Linked DNA regions of Sus scrofa: region 2 is linked to region 1. A link is a contact called in public Hi-C data. All regions are on one chromosome and are shown on one strand. The core of a region is the stretch at or near the end of the contact, and the rest is flanking DNA. Distances in the headings are between cores, read along the strand shown. Region 1 has its middle 180 kb from the start of MEIS1. Region 2 has its middle 180 kb from the start of SPRED2.

The links. Hi-C and Micro-C count contacts between places; a contact is called where the count stands out from the background.
Region 2: a contact with region 1 is called in a Hi-C map of skeletal muscle, with 7 times the contacts expected there. A contact is called at or near these places in 1 of 47 Hi-C or Micro-C datasets (skeletal muscle) and 1 of 2 datasets of targeted methods (skeletal muscle).

The regions. Positions count from the first base shown.
Region 1 is chr3:75,801,074-75,807,384 of Sscrofa11.1, forward strand. No RefSeq gene overlaps it. Among named protein-coding and RNA genes, the nearest start is that of MEIS1, 180 kb to the left of the region's middle.
Region 2 is chr3:76,345,389-76,351,699 of Sscrofa11.1, forward strand. No RefSeq gene overlaps it. Among named protein-coding and RNA genes, the nearest start is that of SPRED2, 180 kb to the right of the region's middle.

The sequences.
Region 1 (6,311 bases), core at 1,583-4,082:
AGACCCTGCTTTGGCCCAGGTTCTTCCCCTCTTCAAGGAGAGGATTCTAAGCAATCAATGGAATGTCCACCTGGAGCTCAGCCTCCACCAGCCCCATCTGGTACCTCTCGGGTCCCAGAGATCTGGAATTTTCTGTCTGGAAGGCTTCAGCTTGCTTCCCAGGTCTGCGTGGGTCTGTCACAGCACCTGTTTCATCTTCTTCCCTGGGGGTGAGTGGCTTCCGGTGTGCTCACTGCTGGGTGTCAGGGTGCCTGGGTGGCTGTATGGTGAGATGTGGCTGTGGACTCAGTTTGTGCTGCCTGCTGGGGTTTCCCATTCATGCATGGGAAGGTTTCATCCAGGATGGAGCCAGGGGTGGGAAGAGATGGAACAGGCATCAGGTGGGGTGGGGGTGGGAGGTGAGGGGCATTTGAATTCTGGCCCCAGGGCCCCAAACACCAGGGCCAGCCTGCTCATATTGAAGGACCTGCAAGTTTTCAGAAGAAATACATCTCAAGCTCCAACTCAAGAGTCACCTTAACACTTTAAGTTTATTAGTGTCTTCTCAAAGCCATACTTGGGGTACATGGAAGTTCCCAGGCTAGGGGTCGAATCAGAGACATGGCTGCCAGCCTACACCACAGACACAGCAACCCAGGGATCCAAGCTGTGTCTGCAACCTACACCACAGCTCACGGCAACACCGGATCCTCAACCCACTGAGTGAGGCCAGGGATGGAATCTTAATCTTCACAGAGACAACATCAGGTCCTTAACCTACTGAGCCACAACAGGAACTCCAATATATTTTATTTTTTATCTTGTGGAGTGTGTTTCACATCCTAACAGAGGGACTCTTTCTGACAACTCCTATCGGACTCCATCTGCACGGTGGAGTTTAGAGCTCAATCCTATTCTGTCATTTACAGTGAGCTGTTGTTTTATTTAAGTTTTATTTTGTCTCCAACTAGACTCTTAAGTCTCTCAAGATAGAAAATAAGAATTACCCCTTTGGGGTACTTAACCTGCTATGTCTAGTAGAATTTGGACTATGAAGTAGATAATAAATACTTGTTGCTTGATGGCTAAATCTATAATGCCCTCATACATATGTCAAACCAGCCTTAGGTTAATAGGTTTAAAACCCGAAATTACTGAGGAAAGCAGTTTCTCAGGTATGAAAGAGAACAGTAGAAAATTAGCCAATGGAGTGTAAAGGAAAAGAAGTAATTCACTTGGGGATTGAACCTGCGAAGGGGCTGGCCATCTCCCTTCCCCAAGCACCCCCATCACCCAGGGGGCTTTAAAACTGATAGGGAGGATCTAGTAGACAGGGCTGGTTCCAACTGTCAAAACCGTGGTAAGCAAGGGATTCGAGGTGCTCGGTTGTTCCACAGCAAACAACTTTTTTGTGCCCAGGTCAGCAGTAAATAAACAGAATGGTTGCATGTGTGATTAAGAGGATTACATCTGAGGAATCTTCTGGAATCTGCTTTGGGTATTAGGCACAATCAATAGTAACTCCCTCTGCCTTTCTGCTCTGATATGACCATGTTTTCCCATAAAATATCAACAAAGTTCAGTTGGTTCTTCTCAAAATCAGTTTCTTTCACTGTTCTAAGGTCGAGAGCATGGCCTTTGACAGTTAAAGCCTTTATTTTGCCTTCTAATGTGGCATAGTTTCACTTGGCTCTCTTTAGACCAGACCAGAGTCCTTGCCAATTGCCTCTACATCCAGCTCTACCTTAAGAATTAGGGCCATGCTTCCCATAAAGCAGAGGATCTCAGAGTGTGGTCCAGAGATCATGGGGAGCCCAAAGACTCTCAGAAGCCTGCAAAGTCTACACTTTTTATTTATTCATTCAGTCTTTTTAGGGCCGAACCCAAGGCATATGGAGGTTCCACGGCTAGGGGTCTAATTGGAGCTGTAGCTACTGGCCTACACCACAGCCACAGCAATTCGGGATCCGAGCCCCATCTGTGATCTACACCACAGCTCAAGGCAATGCCAGATCCTCACCCACCAATCTAGGCCAGGGTTCAAACCTGCATCCTCATGCATGCTAGTCAGTCATTTCCGCTGAGCCACGATGAGAACTCCTACACCATTTTTATAATGTAAGTATGTTACTTGCTTTCTCATCTCATTCTCTCATGATCATACAGTGGCATTTTCCAGAGGCCACAGGAGGTGGTGGCATCAACATCCTGATGGATAATGAGCTGTGTCCTTGAGTATTCCAGGGTTGTAAAGATTTTTAGTCTTAATTTCTAGTACAGCAGATACTTGTAGATATAACCTCCATAAACAAAAACTCTTTGGGGGTCTTTAATTTTTAAGAGTCTAGAAAGAGTCCTGAGAGTAAATCATCTGAGAAGCGCTGCCTTAAAAACAAAATCACCACCTACATTTCCAGTGACTCCTTGAGTGGAAAGGAACCAAAATTTGGAAAGTCACAGAGATGGCTCCAAGTTGGAAAGTTGGATTTTAAAGAAGAGAAGGAAGGAATTGGAACTGACCAGCTCAGCTCAGCGAAGCTGGAGAGCTGCCTCAGTAATGATCTGCATATGTGAAGGGCTGATGCACAGAACAAGAAGAAATTGGCTTGAATGGGCGGTGTGTGAGATTTAAACTGGAGATAAAGAGGGCTTCTCTGACAGGGGTTGTTAAACAGCAGAGCAAGTGGCTGAAGGGCTTGTGGAGTCTCCTGCTCTGGAGGTCTTTAAAAACCGGATAGATTTCCATCTGTCTGGGATGATTTAAATGTGGCCGTGCCAGAAAGCTGAGGGGATGGAACAGATGATGTCTTGGGCTCCCCTTCCAGCCCTTCGGTTCTATAATTAACTTGATGAAAGGAGCCGTGGCGATTTGCAGTGAAGGGTTTAGACAGGAATGTGCTTGCTCATCTTGGGCTAGGTCATGGGTGGGAAAGCCAGAGGTTTGCTTCATCGCCAGTGGCGATCCCGTATCATCCAGTGCAATGATTGATGCCTGGAGAAGTCCACTCGGGGTCAGATTTAGGCTGGGCCCTAGCCTCCTGCTGAACCCTTCTCACTGTCTGGGAATAGGATGGAAAAGAATTTGGTAGGTTGATTTTAGTCAGCTCAGGTGAGGTCTGGAAAATTTCAAATATTAAATGTAGGTGTTTGGGCATGGAATGCTCATGATTCTAAAGGGGAAAAAAAGGCAATCCTTTATATTATAGAAGGACAGTGTCAGAAAGTCTGAACGGAGAAGTACAAGAATAATGCTCTTCGAAGACACACTTTCAATTTTACCGTGTGGGGGTGCTTTATTTATTTATTTTTCTTACAGAATAAGTGGAATTTCATTGCTTCCAGTTTTCAAAGATTTTACATCTTAGGAGATTACAGTTTGATGTTTCCCTGTCCTGGGTCAGAGATCCAGAGAATCAACCAGATTCCAAGGTAGTTTATTTCCTTTGCTTATCACTTGAATTTCTGTGAACAACATGCCTGGGTCAAAACAAGAGTAAGCAAAGAAAAGCAAATTTGCGGCAGTTACTGTAGGATCCTGACATCAGGGACAAGGCAACAGAAATCAGTAGAACCAGCTGGGATAATGAGCTGGATTAGAGACGATAACTGAGATTTTTATCTCATGATAGATCCAATCATCATGGTCTATGTTGACACTTAAGAAATATTTGGATCAGGCATTATCTTGGTTTGAGTTGATGGATAGGAAGCAGAGAAAGAAGACAAAGCTGGGAAGACCCCCTTGGGTACTTTTAGAAACTGCAGCATAGTTTGATCAGATATCTTTCAGGAAAACAACCCTGGCAGATAGCAGATAACCTCAGTGTGGGAAATGATTACTAGGCTCTATCTCCAAAAGATTCTAAGCGCCTACTGACCTCTCCTTTGAGCAAGCCTTCTAGGGTTGAATGAGATGGAAGGACAACCCTGGGGCAACATGGTAAATGAGCATCCTGTCCCAGAGCAGAGAAGAGAGGGAGCACATCATGGCGCTCTAAGATGGTAAGCCTCTTTGATTAAGACTCGTATCATGCAAATACTCAATTAAAAGAAAGTTTCTTCCAACCTTATTTTGTGTCTCACATTCATGCCCCTTGATGTCGAAAGAAAGAAAGAGAAAGGGAGTGGGGAAGGAATTCCTGTTTTTAGAAAAAAATAGAATAACCTAGGAAAGGCAGCTAGTTATCTAGTGAAATATCACAGATGGGTTTTTTTTTTTTAATAAATTTTGTTGGAGCATAGTTGACTTAGAAAGTTGTGTTAGTTTCAGGTGTACAGCAAAGTAACTCAGTTATGCGTATACATACATCCATTCCTTTTCAGAGTCTTCTCCCATAGAGGTTATTACATAGTGTTGAATATTGAGCAGATTACTCTGTGCTATACAGTATGTCCTTGTTAACCTACCTATTTTATAAAGTGGTGTGTACATGTCAATCCCAAGCCCCTAATTTATCCCTCTCACCCCACATTTCCCCTTTGGTAACCATAAATTTGGTTTCAAAATCTTTGAGTCTGTTTCTGTTTTGTAGGTTTTTTGTATCATTCTTTTTGTTAGATTTCATATATGATAATTGTCTTTACCTGACTTACTTCACTTAGTATGATCATTTCTAGGTTCATCTATGTTGCTGCAAATGGTTATTTTATTTTTTATGGCTGAGTAATATTCCATTGCATATACATTCCATGTCTTCTTTATCTAGTCCTCTGTTGTTGGACACTTAGGTTGCTTTCATGTCTTAGCAATTGTGAATGATGCTGCAACAAAACATTGGAGTGCATGTATCTTTTTGAATTATGGTTTTCTCTGGATATATGCCCAGGAGTGGGATTGCTGGATCATATGGTAGTTCTATGTTTAGTTTTTTAAGGAACTTCCATGCTGTTCTCCATAGCAGTTGCTGCACCAGCTTACATTCCCACCAAGAGTGTAGGAAGTTTCCCTTTTCTCCACACCCTCCCCACAGATGAGATTTTTAATATGAGCTTAATAATATCCTTCTTTCTCCTAGCCATTCTTGCATCTAGGCTAGCTAAGATGAAGGTAAGATCAAGTCACTGGATAAAAGTGTATCATCTCTGTGGATTTTAAGATATAAAATTTTTCTTTTCAAACCTAGGAAATTTGTGACTTTGAGTATCTGAATACAACTTTGTGGCCAGAAAAGGGAAACATAATTGCCTTGCTTTCTATTTTTTTTTTTCTTTTTTTTGCCCCATTCTAAGGCAGTCAAAGACAGCCCCCACTAGAGGCTGTGAGTGTGCCTTTGGTGCATTCACGCATTGCAGTCCGGTGCTTTGACTTTCCATCCATTCATCCAAGTTGATCTTCAAGTAGTTACCTCTGCTTGTTGTGCGATTCACTCTGCTTCCCCCCACTGTCTTCCAGCCAGAGTTAAACTCGTTTTCCAAGACTCAGTTCCACTCTGGCCTCCACACCTCCCCAGAGCCCCAGAGTCCCACCCACTCTGACAGAAGCCTATCCTGACTTACCATGATTCATCTTGCACTAGAGTTATTTGTGTGCATGTCCATGTTTGTCACTTAACTGTGCTCCCACAGAGCAGGACCTGAGTTGTTTTTTTTTTCAGATCTGAGCCTTACACCTAGTAGTTGTTCAGTTATTGTTTACTACTGACTTGAATTTGACTGAACATATCTTTTCTGGAAAAAACAAAAAAAAAAGATCCAGATGCTACTAATGCATCTCACTTCTGCAAGTTTATTAGCCTATTCAGCAAAACAATGTAATTTATACATGCAAAACCAGAAATAATGGGAAAACCTATTTCTACATGCATATTTATTCAATCTATTGTAATTCAATACGATAATGCCTGAAAGAATGCATGTACATGCATGAACATGTATGTACATGTATTTATATAGGAATGCAAACAATTGATTTCTACATTTTAGTTTTTCAGCCATACACCACATAAAATCAAGAAGAACCAGAATTGAATAAAACATGTAAAATGTCAGATTAAAATACCTGGTGAATGCTATTCTTATTTTCTTATGGAAAACAAAATGAGGAAGAGTAGAAAAACAAATAAAATCATCACCCTGTATCTTCCTAACAGAATTTTCTTTTTTTAGTCTTTTTCTAGGGATCTGAGTCACATCTGCGATCTACACACCACAGCTCACGGCAACCGAGGATCCTTAACCCACTGAGCAAGGCCAGGGATCAAACCTACAACCTCATGGTTCCTAGTCGGATTCATTAACCACTGCGCCATGACGGGAATTCCCAGAATTTTCTTATTTTTACTAAATAAGTGTGCTTTGAAATGCTGATATATTTTTGAAAATTTTATTCTAAT
Region 2 (6,311 bases), core at 1,288-3,787, 540 kb after region 1:
ACATTTGGGATTTGGACTGCATCCTAAATCTTGAGCTCTTAAAAGGAGGGTGACAGGATCAGACTTGAATTTTAGAGCCCTCACTCTAATCCTCACATAGACAATGAATTAGAGAAGACCAAGGCTGGACACTTGCTAAGACAATGTTGTATTTGTGCATTCTTTGCATATTGATCACTTTTTCTCTTAACTAGAATCTTAACATTTAAATGTGTGTTCAAGGGAATGTAAGTATATGAGTGACTGGGTCACTTTGCTGTATAGCAGAAATTGCCACAACACTGTAAATCAACTATACTTAAATTTAAAAAAAGAGAGATAAATGTGTGTTCTTCATATATAAAAAGCTGATATGAACAAAGATGATCACACCAATAGCAAAAAGAGTGAACAAGCAATTCACCAAGAGGAAATACAAATGACCAATAAAAGCAAAAAATGTGCTACTTTCCCCAATGATCAAAGAAAGCAAATTAGGTCAAGAAATCCCGAATTTTCCACCTATCATACTGACAAACAATTTTTTTTTTATTTTTTATTTTTCTGCTATACAGCATGGGGACCAAGTTACACATACATGTATACATAATTTTTCCTCCCATTGTTGTGTTATAATGTAAGTATCTAGACATAGTTCTCAATGCTACACAGCAGAATCTCATTGTAAATCCATTCCAAGAGCAATAGTTTGCATCTGTTAACCCCAAGCTCCCAATCCCTCCCACTCCCTCCCTCTCCCCCCGGGCAGCCACAAGTCTATTCTCCAAGTCTATGATTTTCTTTTCTGTGGAAATGTTCATTTGTGCTGTATATTAGATTCCAGTTATAAGTGATATCATATGGTATTTGTCTTTCTCTTTCTGACTTTCTTCACTCAGTATGAGAGTTTCTAGTTCCATCCATGTGGCTGCAAATGGCATTATGTTGTTTTTTATGGCTGAGTAGTATTCCATTGTATATATATACCATATCTTCCTAATCCAATCATCTGTCAATGGACACTTGTGTTGTATTCCATGTCTTGGCTATTGTGAATAGTGCTGCAATGAACATGTGGGTGCATGTGTCTTTTTTAAGGAAAGTTTCTGACAAACAATTTTTTAAATTCTCATCGCATCTCTTGTTGACATGCAGAGAAACTGCATTTCCCCTACACTGCAGTGGGAGTCCATCTGGTGCTGGCTTCATTAGAAAGCAATAAAAAATAATAATAAAGCTGAGTTTTGTGAAGAATTAAATAACAAACTATTAAAGTGATCTAAATAGCCAGTAAGAAGAAGGTTAAACAAACTATAGCAGTCCTAGGTGATAGAATACCATGTGTCCATTAAGAATGACTTCAAGGAAGTCTGTTGAGATGGAAAAATACTTGACACAGGCAAAAGTTAAAACACTGATAACATTCAGTTTTAGTAAAAAACTAGAGAAGTGGACATGTAGTGCTGGCCACAACCCTGGGGTCACACCATCACTGGACCTAGGTCTTGAAGCTAAGTTGGCTTGCCTAAAAGTTGAAGTAGAAAGAGGTACCTGGAGTTCCCATTGTAGCGCAGCAGAAATGAATCTGACTAGTATCCAGGAGGGTAGGGGCTCGATCCCTGGCCTTGCTCATTGGGCCAGGGATCCAGTGTTGTTGCGAGCTGCGATGTAGGTGGAAGATATGGTTCAGATCCCCTGTTGCCTTGGCTGTGGTGTAGGCCAGCAGCTGCAACTCCAATTTGACCCCTAGCCTGGGAACTTCCGTATGCCACGAGTGCATAAAAAGAAAAGAGAAAAAAAAAAAAAAAAAAAAAAAGAGGTACCTGAGTTTAGTCATCAATGTCTAGAGTACTAATCAGTAGTACTCACTGGGCTGGCAGCACCCACCTTAGGGGCAAAATTCACAGCAGCTCTTAAAGCCAGGCCCCCAAGCACAAGCCCCTAAAGGCAGGACCACGCAGGGGCTTCTTGTGGGCTCCATTTTGCTATTCACGGACATTTCCACTGGGAGCTTACGTGTAACCAGACAGTGGATATCGGTTATAATCTCTTCCAAAAAAAAAACCTGTTTGGTGTATAGGTCCTCAACTGCTTGGAGGAAAAAATCATTTTATCCTGGATTTGGGACAACTTTTGATAAGACATCTTAAAGAGGATATAAAAGTCCCCATAGCCGGTAGTGCCTGATACATGGTTAAGTGCCAGTGAATATCAATTACATGAATGAGGTGAAGTAACCAGGACAGTCTGTGCCATGTTCTAAACTTGACCTCTGTGGAATTCAGGGGAGGTTGTAAACTTACACTTGGTATGATTTAGAGACTCCAGAATGGCCCAGTAAAATATTATCTTTCCCTAAAATTCACAGCTACCTAAAAGTGTCTCACATTCTGGCACACATTTATTGAATTTAGATCTTAGATGAGGCATTTCTTTTCCTCCAAAAAGTATCTTTCAGAATGGAGGGTCATAAATTAAGTAACTTATCCAAAATCACATAGCAAATAAATGTCAGTACCTGTGTTTGAACTCTGCTCTATCTGAAACCAAAGATCAGGTGAGTTACATAAATAGACTTATGTAAGTAATAGCTGCATTCCTGCTTCACTTAAACTGATGGCACAAACTGTACAACTTATCTGTTACTCATTACTATGGGGTCTTGTCCTGTGTCATTTTATTATTTGAGACATTGCATGTATCCCTGACTACATATGCCACCTAGATTTGAAGTTCTTGAAGTGGTAAGCAGCCTTTTTCTGTCCTTTTCCCATCCCTACAGACACTCTCTGGTACCCCGGTACCTAACATATGCTTTATACAAAATAGGCTACTAAATCAGTGCTTATAGAAGAAATAGGAGTTCCCGTTGTGGCTCAGCAGGTTAAGAACCCAACTAGTCATCCATGAGGATGAGGGTTCAATCCTTGGCCCTGCTCAGTGGGTGCCAAAAGCTGTGGTGTACGTCGTAGACGTGGCTCAGATCTGGTGTTGCTATGGCTGTGGTGTAGGATGGCAGCTGCAGCTCTGATTTGACCCCTAGCCTGGGAACCTCCATATGCCATGGGTGCAGCCCTAAAAAAAAAAAAAGAGAGAGAGAGAGAGAGAGAGAGATAAAGAAATAGAATAAATAGTGCAAATAAAGATTTCTGTGATAAGCTTAAGAATCAGACCAAGACCTATTTATCACTGAATAAATAAATTCATCTTTGGGCAATAATTAGATGGGGGTAAATCATTTCAAATCTTTAAAAATCATACAGAAATTGGAAGACAACAGAAAAAAAATGCTGCAATGTAACAAAGGGTTAAAATCTGTATTATGTAAAGAGCTCATACAAATTAATAAAAAATATGCCCAGATCCCATTAGGTAAATAAACCAAAGGGCATGGTAGAAAATTCAGAGCAGAGGTATTACAACTCATTTATAAATGTAAGGAATTGTATACCCTTTCCAGCAATCAAATAAATGCAAATGAAATCTATAAGATGTTATTTTTGCATGTCAAATTTACTTTTTTTAATAGTAATACCCAATGTTCATAAGCATGAGATAAAACATGCCAGTGGCAATAGGTACTAAGATTGTTATAAATTAACATGTGACATTTGGCTCCATAATTATGCTTCCATAAAACAATGCTAAGGAAATAATTCCACATACAGAGAAAAGAGCATAGCTGGTGACCAGGAGCACAGACTTTGTAAGTCAGATGCACCTGGATTCAAATAATGGGTCTACCCTTTCTCATTTGGGTGACTTTTATACTAGCTTCTGTGAGTCTTAGTTTTCTCACCTGTAAAATGAGTATAATGACAGTATCCAATCATAGAGTGGTTGTAAGGATTAAATGAAAGAATGTAAAATGCTTAGCACAAAATCAAGCACATAGAAAGGGCCCCATTAATACAACTTATTATTATTATTATTATTATTATTATCAGAACAAGCCAAAAAAAGCTTTATGCACAGTCATATTCATCATAATTTATAATGAAAAGTGAAAGGATCTAAATTTCCAACTGCAGAGTGTTAACTGAACAAAAATCTAGCCATTCAATGATACGGCATATAACCTTTAATTTAGTGAGTGTTTTGAATAATGGGACTCCAAAATATGTATATTTCTATAAAGTGTGTAATAACATGGGGAAATGCTTGTGCCCAACATGACCTGTTACAGAAACTTGGGATACAAAACAAGTTCATTTCTCTTCTTTTTTTTTAAGGGCCACATCTGAGGCATGTGGAAGTTTCAGGCAAGGGGTTGAATTGGAGCTGTAGCTGGGGTCTATGCCATAGAGCGAGGCCAGGGATCAAACCCGCATCCTCCTAGAGATTACTCAGATCTTCTAACCCGCTGAGTCACAATGGGAACTTCTTACTTCTTCTAATATTGAAGTTAAGTTGATCCAAGCTTCCATCTCTCTATTAAGAGAATTTCTTCCTTCTTTGGGTTTTTTCCTCCTACAATAAGCCCAGCAATGTCTAAGAGGTTGCACTCACCCGGTGGCCAGGTCAGAGTTTGGGCCGTACCCCCAACTCACTGAAAGCTAGAGGACTCCAAACCATATCAAAACCATATCATCAGGCACCAAAATGTTTTGGAAAAAAACAAAACTAAACTAAAATTGAATGAAAAATACTGTCATCCAAAGACAATTATAATTAACAGTTGATATATTTCATTCCAAAAGTCTCTTCTATGTATATTCTTTTTTGCCAAGTTATTATTGTAGGGCCTTTAAAACAAACAAACAAACAAACTATAGCCTCCCACCCTAGAAATGAGAGACAACTTCGTCCTGGCAAGGCAGGACTTGCCCCACCACCTATACCATGCTGAGCTTCCATGGATTCCTACAAAATAAGCAGCAATATTCTCCCCTCAATCCTAACAAGCCTCATGTGGCAAAAAGCACTAAATCGACCGAAGGAACCTTCCCCAGTGGCCCTGGATTGATAGCCATGTTGCCATCGTTACTACCCTCTTATACAATGTCAAGCAATCCTGCCTCTCTGAACAGGATATATTTGCCACATAGGCATCTGTTTCATCCTTGGTCCCAGTGTATTTTTTTTTTTTTTTATGGCTGCACCTGCAGCACATGGAAGTTCCCGGGCTAGGGACTGAATCCAAGGCCCAGCTGCAACTTATGCCACAGCTGTGGCAATGCTGCATCTTATAAGCCACTGCACCCACACCTTGCAGCTACCTAAACCACTGCAGCTGGATTCTTAACCCACTGTGCCATGGTGGGAACTCCGGTCCCAGTGTATTTTTAAAACTAAATTTTGAAATCCGACTAGGAACCATGAGGTTGCAGATTCAATCCCTGGCCTTGCTCAGTGGGTTAAGGATCTGGCATTGCAGTGAGCTGTGGTGTAGGTTGAAGATGCAGCTCTGATCCCACGTTGCTGTGCCTATGGGGTAGGCCAGCAGCTATAGTTCTTTTTGGACCCCTAGCCTGGGAACCTCCATAGGCCCAGGTGCAGCCCTCAAATGAAAATAAATAAATAAATAAATAGATAAAACTAAACTTTGGAGCTACGATGAGATAAGGCTAAGACATCATTAATGTGTCATATACTTATTATTGGCTTGACGGATATTTTATTAGCCTCCCTTGCAAAATTGGCTGATGATGGAAATAAATCCAATAGTATAAAGACCACTCTAAGAGATGAACTCAGTTTCTCCATTATCTTCTGTTGTGATCTTACCTAAGCCAATTTGGCAGTTTACAACTTTTAGATTCTTTCTAGTAAACCTGGGCAGCATCCAATAGTTAGAGGTAGGTAGAGTCTAGAGATCTCACCCTTCACCATTTGATTACAATAAAATTAAGTCTCAGACCAAATTCTACCACATGTACATTCATTCATTTAGCAAGCAGGCTCCAAAACACTCATACAACCAAGTCTGCAAGCTTGAAGTTCCAGCTCTCTGTCCCTGTAGAAAGTTTTAGGCTCACCAAAGGCAAACAGGACAATAGTTAGCAGCAGGTTTCAGCTGATTTTATAATTAGATTTGTGGGACCAGAATTCTCTAATCAATGGTTGGCCCAGGACCACTTCTAAATGAAACATCTGGCACCATTTGGAAAGGTATAGACTAAGTTCCTGTGCCCTGTTGTGCAAGGGGAGAGGGCCACTGTGATATTTCTAATCAATTCATAGATCTTGAATACCATTTTTTTTCACCTGCAAAAAATAAGAAAGTCTCCAGTACTGTTTAGATATAAAGACAGTGGAAGTCCATCTCTGGCATTTGGGCTTAGGATTAGAAGCCCAAAACTCTACCTACCTACCCAGAAGTGAATGCTTCC